2 separate regions of the Sus scrofa genome follow, and region 2 is linked to region 1. Evidence: chromatin contacts called from public HiChIP or PLAC-seq data. All regions are on one chromosome and are shown on one strand. The core of a region is the stretch at or near the end of the contact, and the rest is flanking DNA. Distances in the headings are between cores, read along the strand shown. Region 1 overlaps JMJD1C (probable JmjC domain-containing histone demethylation protein 2C). Region 2 has its middle 200 kb from the start of JMJD1C.

The links. HiChIP or PLAC-seq counts read pairs in DNA pulled down with a chosen protein or histone mark.
Region 2: a contact with region 1 is called in an H3K27ac HiChIP or PLAC-seq map of alveolar macrophages, with 9 times the contacts expected there. The contact joins two enhancer-like sites. A contact is called at or near these places in 3 of 47 Hi-C or Micro-C datasets (embryonic fibroblasts, retroperitoneal adipose tissue and skeletal muscle) and 2 of 2 datasets of contacts at active chromatin or transcription factors (alveolar macrophages and skeletal muscle).

The regions. Positions count from the first base shown.
Region 1 is chr14:66,723,142-66,727,010 of Sscrofa11.1, reverse strand. JMJD1C (probable JmjC domain-containing histone demethylation protein 2C) reads left to right here. Exons shown (of 26, transcript XM_021073644.1): 3 at 2,207-2,320. Among named protein-coding and RNA genes, the nearest start is that of MIR1296, 95 kb to the left of the region's middle. Within about 2 kb of position 1,675, at least 35 of the 83 cell types and tissues checked have an H3K27ac peak or open chromatin away from gene starts, as enhancers often do. A contact at or near this core is called in alveolar macrophages and retroperitoneal adipose tissue, where this site is marked.
Region 2 is chr14:67,166,345-67,170,213 of Sscrofa11.1, reverse strand. No RefSeq gene overlaps it. Among named protein-coding and RNA genes, the nearest start is that of JMJD1C, 200 kb to the right of the region's middle. Within about 2 kb of position 2,088, at least 26 of the 83 cell types and tissues checked have an H3K27ac peak or open chromatin away from gene starts, as enhancers often do. A contact at or near this core is called in alveolar macrophages and retroperitoneal adipose tissue, where this site is marked.

The DNA of each region.
Region 1 (3,869 bases), core at 426-2,925:
TCGGTCATTTAAATTATGATAAATTGGCCTGTTGAAATTTACCCTGAGAACTCTGACCTACCTTAAAAAGCAGTGTTCTGAGAGATTCTCTTCACAAGAATGTTTTTCATATTATAAAATGACTAGGTCTCATAGGAAATGCAAACCACCTGTATTATTTGCGTAAGAAAGAGGCTTTCAGACTGGAGAGGTTTACTTTTTTTTTCAAATTCTACTTAATTGAATTGTATCTTTAGTGCTTAGATAATACCTTTTGTGGACCTTTTTGTTAACCTTCACAAGTTGACCTTACTTGGTACTGTATAAAAAGAAGTGGAGCATTTGATAAGTTCAAGGATTAAAATTTCTCTTGAGAGGTGTTTCCAGTGTTCTTTCGTTTACTAAAAACTAAACAAAGATATAATATGAAAATGTTACATATTTCACCTAACACATACTGGTAGACTTTTTAAAGTCTAAATGAAATAAATGCTCTTGGATTTCTTACAGACTATAGTCACTTGTTAGGTAAAATGGAATAGCATTTTATGAAATGATAATTCAAGGAATTTATTCTTACATGGGAACAGTAGCTAGAGATAGCTAAATAATCAGGAAATGTCTGTTTTGAAAATATAATTTCTTGCTCAAATAAAAATACTTTTGATACATATGTTGTACTTAAAAAGTTAGCACTAGGACACGGGAGGGAGGATCTTATTGTGATTAGATTTTCTAATTGTAAATAATGAAAATATATGGAGACGTAAGAAAGATTTTTTATGTTACACGTATCATAGAAGGATATATGTAAGTTCATAGTGTGGATCGTGTAGAAATAAGGCCTGTTTAAAATGCTTATTTATTCTCCTGTGTTTTTTATCTTTTTCAAAACACTCCTCAGTGACTCCTCAATCGAAGTGAAAGCTTTAAAAATAATTTCTTAGAGAAATTAACTCCTTAGGAGCAACTCTGACTAAAGATCTTGAAAAGTTTTTCCCAAGAGTGTTTATTAGTTGTGATTAGCAAGATGTTAGATTTCTTTAAGACATAAATAAGAGAACGAGAAATACAGTGGCTTTGGATCTCCTGGGGGTTTTTACTGTCTGTGCTGAAAGCTTTGGTTTGCATCCAAATGGTCACATAAGTTGCTTGTAGCAAGAAAGATTTCCCTGTGTGATATAGGTAATTTAGAAACTGAGTTGCTTGTTTATTTCATTTTCAAACTTAGATTCTTTTATAGTTAAGCCACTATGTGTTTTTAACTTAGTAGAATATTGTTTACATTTTTAAGTTATAAAATAGCACTGTGGGTGTAATACACCTGGTTTTTATTCATGCTGTTTCTCCTTCAAAAGTGAGTGCGGTAGTCATATATGCATACATATCCTCTTCCTCTTGCTTCTTCCTCCTTCCTCTTCCTTTCTTGCCTCCCTCACTCCCGCCCCCCACCCCAAGATATGAGTAAATTCCTTTATGTAAAAGTTGTGTCATCTTTAAAATAATCGAATGACCATGTATTGGATCCTCCCTCTATGTTCTGTCCCCCCCAGCCCCAGTTTTACTTTGTTTTATTTTTTAGTGGTGAAGATCTGGTGAAACTTTACTGAAAGGTGGTTTTTGTGTAATACCTCTTCCCTCCTTTTCCTGCACCCTTCCCCCATACTGCTCTTACTGAAGCAGCTGGATTTTTATTTGTGCTTGGGGCCAGTGCAGGGGCGGGGGTGAGTAGTACATGGGGTGGAGTTAGAAGACCAGATGCATCCTGATCATTTAAAATCCTTCTTGATGTGAATGAGCTAGGAAAAAAAGCGGTACAGATAAATCATAACTACTCTTTTGTAAAGAATAATACTTATAATTTTTTTAAAGAATTGGAGTAATGTGCTCTCTTACTCAGTTTACTTATTTAGAAACAATTTCTGTTTTAATTAGCATAAGTTTTTATGCAAATGTATATTTAAAAAAAATAAATTGAGGCCTATTAATACCCTAGAATTTTTTCATACCATCCTTTAAAATTACATCGTTACTTTTCAATAAATGGGAAATATTGTATGGATAAAAGCATCACTTTAGATTATAATATGAAAACTAGAATTAATTGGTGTCCTAAAGCCATTATGATAATGACTGTAATACATTGTATTTATATATATACACGCCTTCACATTTTGAGAATGAAACCCAGAGAAGTAACCATTAGAATTTTTTTTTATCTTAACAGACTTTCAAACCTCTGGTTGAAAAAAGTGTACCCAGTACAATCACCGCGGTAGAATTCCTTGTAGATAAACAACTGGATTTTTTAACTGAAGATAGTGCCTTCCAGCCCTACCAGGTAAGAAAGTTTAAGTTGCTTTTAAAAATTAATGATTTATTAAACTTCACTGATACTCAGATACTCTTTTGAATATTCAGTTCTAGCTAACCATCAAGGTATATAAGGAATCCAATACATTTGGTAAATTTTAATTATAGGATAAATGATTCATTTATCTGATCAATAAATATACACTGAGACCTTACTATGAACCAGGCACCATCCTGTCGGTGAGAATGCACAAGTGAGCAAATAAAAGCCCCTGCCATTCTAAATAAAGTTCATTGTTAGAAAATAACTGGTTAGATAGTAGTATAAATTATCTTTGTCTCCAGCTCTAAAGATTAAGAATTGGGTCAATTAATGTAATTAAATGAGATTAGTGTTTACTATACACATACATATCAGTTTAGCATAATAGTAATTCGTTTTCTAAGTGGAAATTCTCCTTTAATTGTCATTTATTGAATTGTTCGGTTTCTGAATTTTAGATTCCAGTTGTTACACCTTAAATACAAGTACACTTAATTGGAAAAACATTTTCCTGGTAGGTTTTTAGATTTAAATCATATGGAGAAACTCATCAAAAGTAGTAAGCCAAATTTTTTTTTTTAAATCTCTAGTTAAGTTCTGTTAGTTTTTTCAGGGTAGGAGTAAAAATGCACATAAGTTTGTTTTCTTTGTATATTTGGATTTTAGATTGAATTAAATCAATACATTTTATAGGTTCCTTTTTACTTAAATATTTATGATATTGTAATAATTGTGTTGAGGGAACTAGTTCCACTTTTTTTTAATGCAGCTGGAAGTCAGTATTCCTGTTTCATTTCAGAATAGCTACTGTTTTTCAAAAATAAAATGTAGCGGCATGATTTCCATGGAAAGAACAAGAGCTTGAGTTATTAATGAGCAGTGGTTTGTTGTGTGTGAAGTTATAATACTTAGGAAATTAGTAGTTTTGTGCCTCTTTTATTAAATCTACCAAAAAGAGACGATAGTTCCCTCAGTTAAATGTTATTTCCTATTTTGAAATCATATAGATAATGCTTTTGTCTTTTCACATTACTTTTCATAGTTCATTAAATGGCCTCATTTTTGTGCTGTCAGTTTTTGCTCTTAGATTACAATATTAAATTCCGGTTTAATATTGGAAGTAATAGAGCTCTCCCCTCAATTTTATTTTGTTTTGGTTTTAGTTGTGATGCCATTTAGCTTGTTGTAGGCCTAACTATAATTTCCTTTCTGACCATCTTTTAGTGGGAATTAAACTAGATGAGTCTAGGTAAAAAAATCAGAGGATCTTCCAAATGAGTATTTTAATTCTCTGATTGAAGTTACAGAGCTTGGATTTGATTTTGAGAACTGAAATCATTATGTAGAAATTACTTTTAAAAATAAACTCTTCTTCCAGGTGGCCTAAAACTCTATAGCATGTTTATTAAAATTATAATGATTGAAAGAATGCACTAACATTTTAAAAGGTTTTTTTCCCACACATTTTTAAACTGTTTTAGATTCTGATAATTTTATTATTTGTTGAAAAGTAAATGCACAAGAGCTAAAGAGC
Region 2 (3,869 bases), core at 839-3,338, 440 kb before region 1:
CTTTAAAATTCAGCTAAGGCCCTAAAGCCAAAGATACTTACTAGACACATTCTGCAGAATTTTATAAAAAATGATCTTCAGCTATCTTAATGCCTATCAATAATCGCCAGACATTTTAAGAGAATGCTATACATTCATTGATGCTTTAGATAGGTGCCTTGAAGGGGATTTTTAGGAGGAGAAAGGCTATGGCTGTCCCACTCCCTTCTATGGTGAGATGCTTCCCACCCATTGCCAAGTCAGGAGACGAGCCCCAAGCAAATCAGTCAGAGACCAGGGGTGTCTACCAGAGAGGAGACTGGTGTCTCACTTCCTGGCCAGATGTTTACAGAGCCCTGACATTGCAGGCCCTGGCACCGCTTCAAGACCATCTTGAAGAACTGGAGTTCAGGAGAGCAGCTGAGCATCAGCAGGCGTTTACTAGCATCTGTGCCTGGGCTTTTATGCCCCTCTGGAGAATTGCAAAGGCAGGAGACTGGCTAGGACAGCACACAGTTACAGGATGGGGATAGAGGGTTGATGAGATGGGTAAGCTTTTGACAGGAAAATGATGCATCTTTTACCATTGACCAAAAGGACATGAGTCATCCTGAAGAGACTCTGCCACCCAAGAGCACTGCTTCCTGAGGCAAAAGTTGTAGCCCCAAAGATGTGCAAATATGAGAGCGAATTTCAAGAAGCCAACTGGAGAATGTCTATTACAGTTTGGAGCCCAATATATCCCTTCCTGAAGAACCTGTACTTGGATGCTTAGATTAATGGAGGGGACAAGGCCCAGCCAAGCAGTAGGTAAGAAGGGGGCTCCTTTTTTTTTTTTTTTGGCTTTTTAGGTCCACACCTGTGGCAAATGGAGGTTCCCAGACTAGGGGTCAAATCAGAGCTATAGCCGCTGGCCTACACCACAGTCATAGCAACACGGGATCCAAGCCACCTCTACAACCTACACCACAGCTCATGGCAATGCCAGATCTTTAACCCATTGAGCAAGGCCAGGGATTGAACCCACAACCTCATGGATCCTTGTCAGGTTTGTTAACCCCTGAGCCACGAAGGGAACTCCAAGAAGGGGCTGCTTATCACACCAGCTAAGCACAAACATTTTGTTGCTCTTTTTACTCCACATGCTGGATGCCCTACTAGAGCAGTTAGAAAGGGGGAAAGAGGCGAAAACAAGTCAGAAAAATCACTGATGGGAAAACTATGATCTCCTTCCTCACAGAGGCAACAGTAAGAAGAGTTAAAAATATGGGATTTGAGGAGTTCCCTCATGACTCAGCAGGTTAAGGGTCTGGCATTGTCATTGCTGTGGCTTTGGAGAATTGCAAAGGCAGGAGACTCTGGCATGGGTTCGGGAACTTCTGTATGCCTGGGTGCAGCCAAAATATATAGAGAGTTTAGATTTGAGCCACATATGATATCAGGTTAATCTTTTCCATGTCTGAAAACAGACTCTTCTTACAGTTAAAAAAATGTTAGCGAAAAGCTATAGGATCTTACAGAGATGTTGGTCACAGCAAGGAAGGGAGATTAAGCAGAGTGAGTTGAAAGCCACTGTGTGAGAAAAAGTTTCTCATTTCTATCTCCCATAGTTTAGCCCTGGGCTAAACACATTCCATAAGGTAGTTATACAAACAGGGCAACATGTTACCACTTATTAAACTTGATGTTGGGTATAGTAGTAGCCTTCAAGATGGTCCCAATTATCAATGGTGACTGCCTCCTATTAATCATACCCCTGTGTAGTCCTCTGCCACATGGTACCAAGGCTGGTTTGTATGAGCAATAACCTATGGTAGAAGTGAAAGTTACTTCTGAGATTAGGTTCTTAAAATAGACTATGGCTTCCCTCCTTCTTCCTCACTCCCAGCCTCCTGCTCATCCTCCCACACTTCTTTCTCTTCCCCCTTCTCCCCCTCTCCTTCCCCCACTCCTTCTCCTCTCTTGCTCTGGGAGAAACAAGTCCTATAAAGAGGCCCACTAGTGGAGGAACTGAGCCTCTGGCCAACAGCCAGCAAGAAACTGAAACCTGTCAACAGCATAAGTGAGCTTGGAAGCAGATTTTCTAGCTCCTGTTCAGCTTGAGATGACTCCATCCCCAGCCTACAGTTTGCCTGCACTTCCTGAAAGCCCTTGAACCTGAACCACCCAGCTAAGCCACTCCCTGACTCCTCCACATAAACTGTGTGAGATAATAAATGTTTGCTGTTTAAGCTGCTACATTTTGAGGCAACTTGTGATACAGTAATAGATAATGAATACAATGGGTTCATAAATATTTATTCTTTATGTTCTTCAGAATGTCTAAAACATTTCATAACAATTCAGATATATACCATGAAGATTTTTTTCCCATATTTAGCATCTTGAAGTTAAAGGAATCTTTTAGGGCTGAGCATATTCAAACTGTTTAGACACTGTCCCTAACTTGGATGAAAATTCTTGTGGTCTCCTGAGAGCATTCTCATAAAATAAATCATGCTTTGGAAGAGAGAAATATCATGAAATGAGTTGCTCTGAAATCAAATTATTATCATAGTCTACAGAACCAATGATCACTGGTAAAGGAATCAAACAGTGTCACCTGGGAGTGGAGGTTAATATTAATGTAAATATAGAAGGAAGCTGCCAAAGAGGGACAGAAAAGCAACATTAGGAGTTGACCCTGTGGCACAACGGTATCAGCTGCATCTCTGCACGCCAGAATGCAGGTTCGTCCCTTACCCAGCACAGTGGGTTAAAGGATCTGTCGTTGCTCCAGCTGCAGCATAGGTCACAACTGCTGCTCAGATCTGATTCCTGGCCCAGGAAATCCGTATGTGGTGAGGTGACCAAAAAAAGAAAAAGAAAAAAGAAGCAACATTACTGCAATGTTCTTTACTGACACTAGGTGGCAACAAAGTTTTATCATGCAGTTATATTTCAGTTACACGGTTTGGCCAGGGTAAAAGTACTTTTAATTCACACAGCTCAAAAAACAAAACAAAACAAAACAAAATTATTTCTTAATTATTACTTAGTTAATACTATTTTTGAGTTATTATTTCTGAGTGGGAATTAAAGCGTTGCTTATATTGATTCCTGACCTAAATCCATTTGAAAGGAGGCAGTTTTAAAATAAACATATTTATTATTCATTTTATTTTAAAATAGCTTAATAAGGAGTTCCCGTTGTGGCGCAGTGGTTAACAAGTCCGACTAGGAACCATGAGGTTGCAGGTTCAATCCCTGCCCTTGCTCAGTGGGTTAACGATCCAGCATTGCCAAGAGCTGTGGTGTAGGTTGCAGACACGGCTGGAATCCCGTGTTGCTGTGGCTCTGGCGTAGGCCGGTGGCTACAGCTCCCATTAGACCCTTAGCCTGGGAAACTCCATATGCGGCCCAAGAAATGGCAAAAAGACAAAAAAATAATAATAATAAAATAAAATAGCTTAATAATAGTAATAATAGCACTATTAACATTCATTCAGCTCTTTGGCATACCTGAAATTTGGGATAATTTATGCAGAATTTAGGCAGAATTGAGTCGTAGTTTACTTTTGAAAGATTGGTGCTTATAAATCAAGCTAGGAAAGTACTCCAATAGTTATAACACATTTCTCATTCCTTGCCTTCAAATTATTCTCTATTTTAAGAGACTGTCTAGCTTAATAATTAAGAGCACAGACCCTGGCACCAGATTGTGTATGTTTAAATTCTGACTCTACTTTGGATTATATCTCAGCATCTACCTCATAAATGAGTCTCAAATGAATTAATATATGTAAAACACTAGGAATAATTCTTGGCACATAGAAGTGCTATTTGAATATTAACTTATTAAGTTAACTTATTGAATATTTTATTATTCCACATAAGTTCCCTGTGTCAGA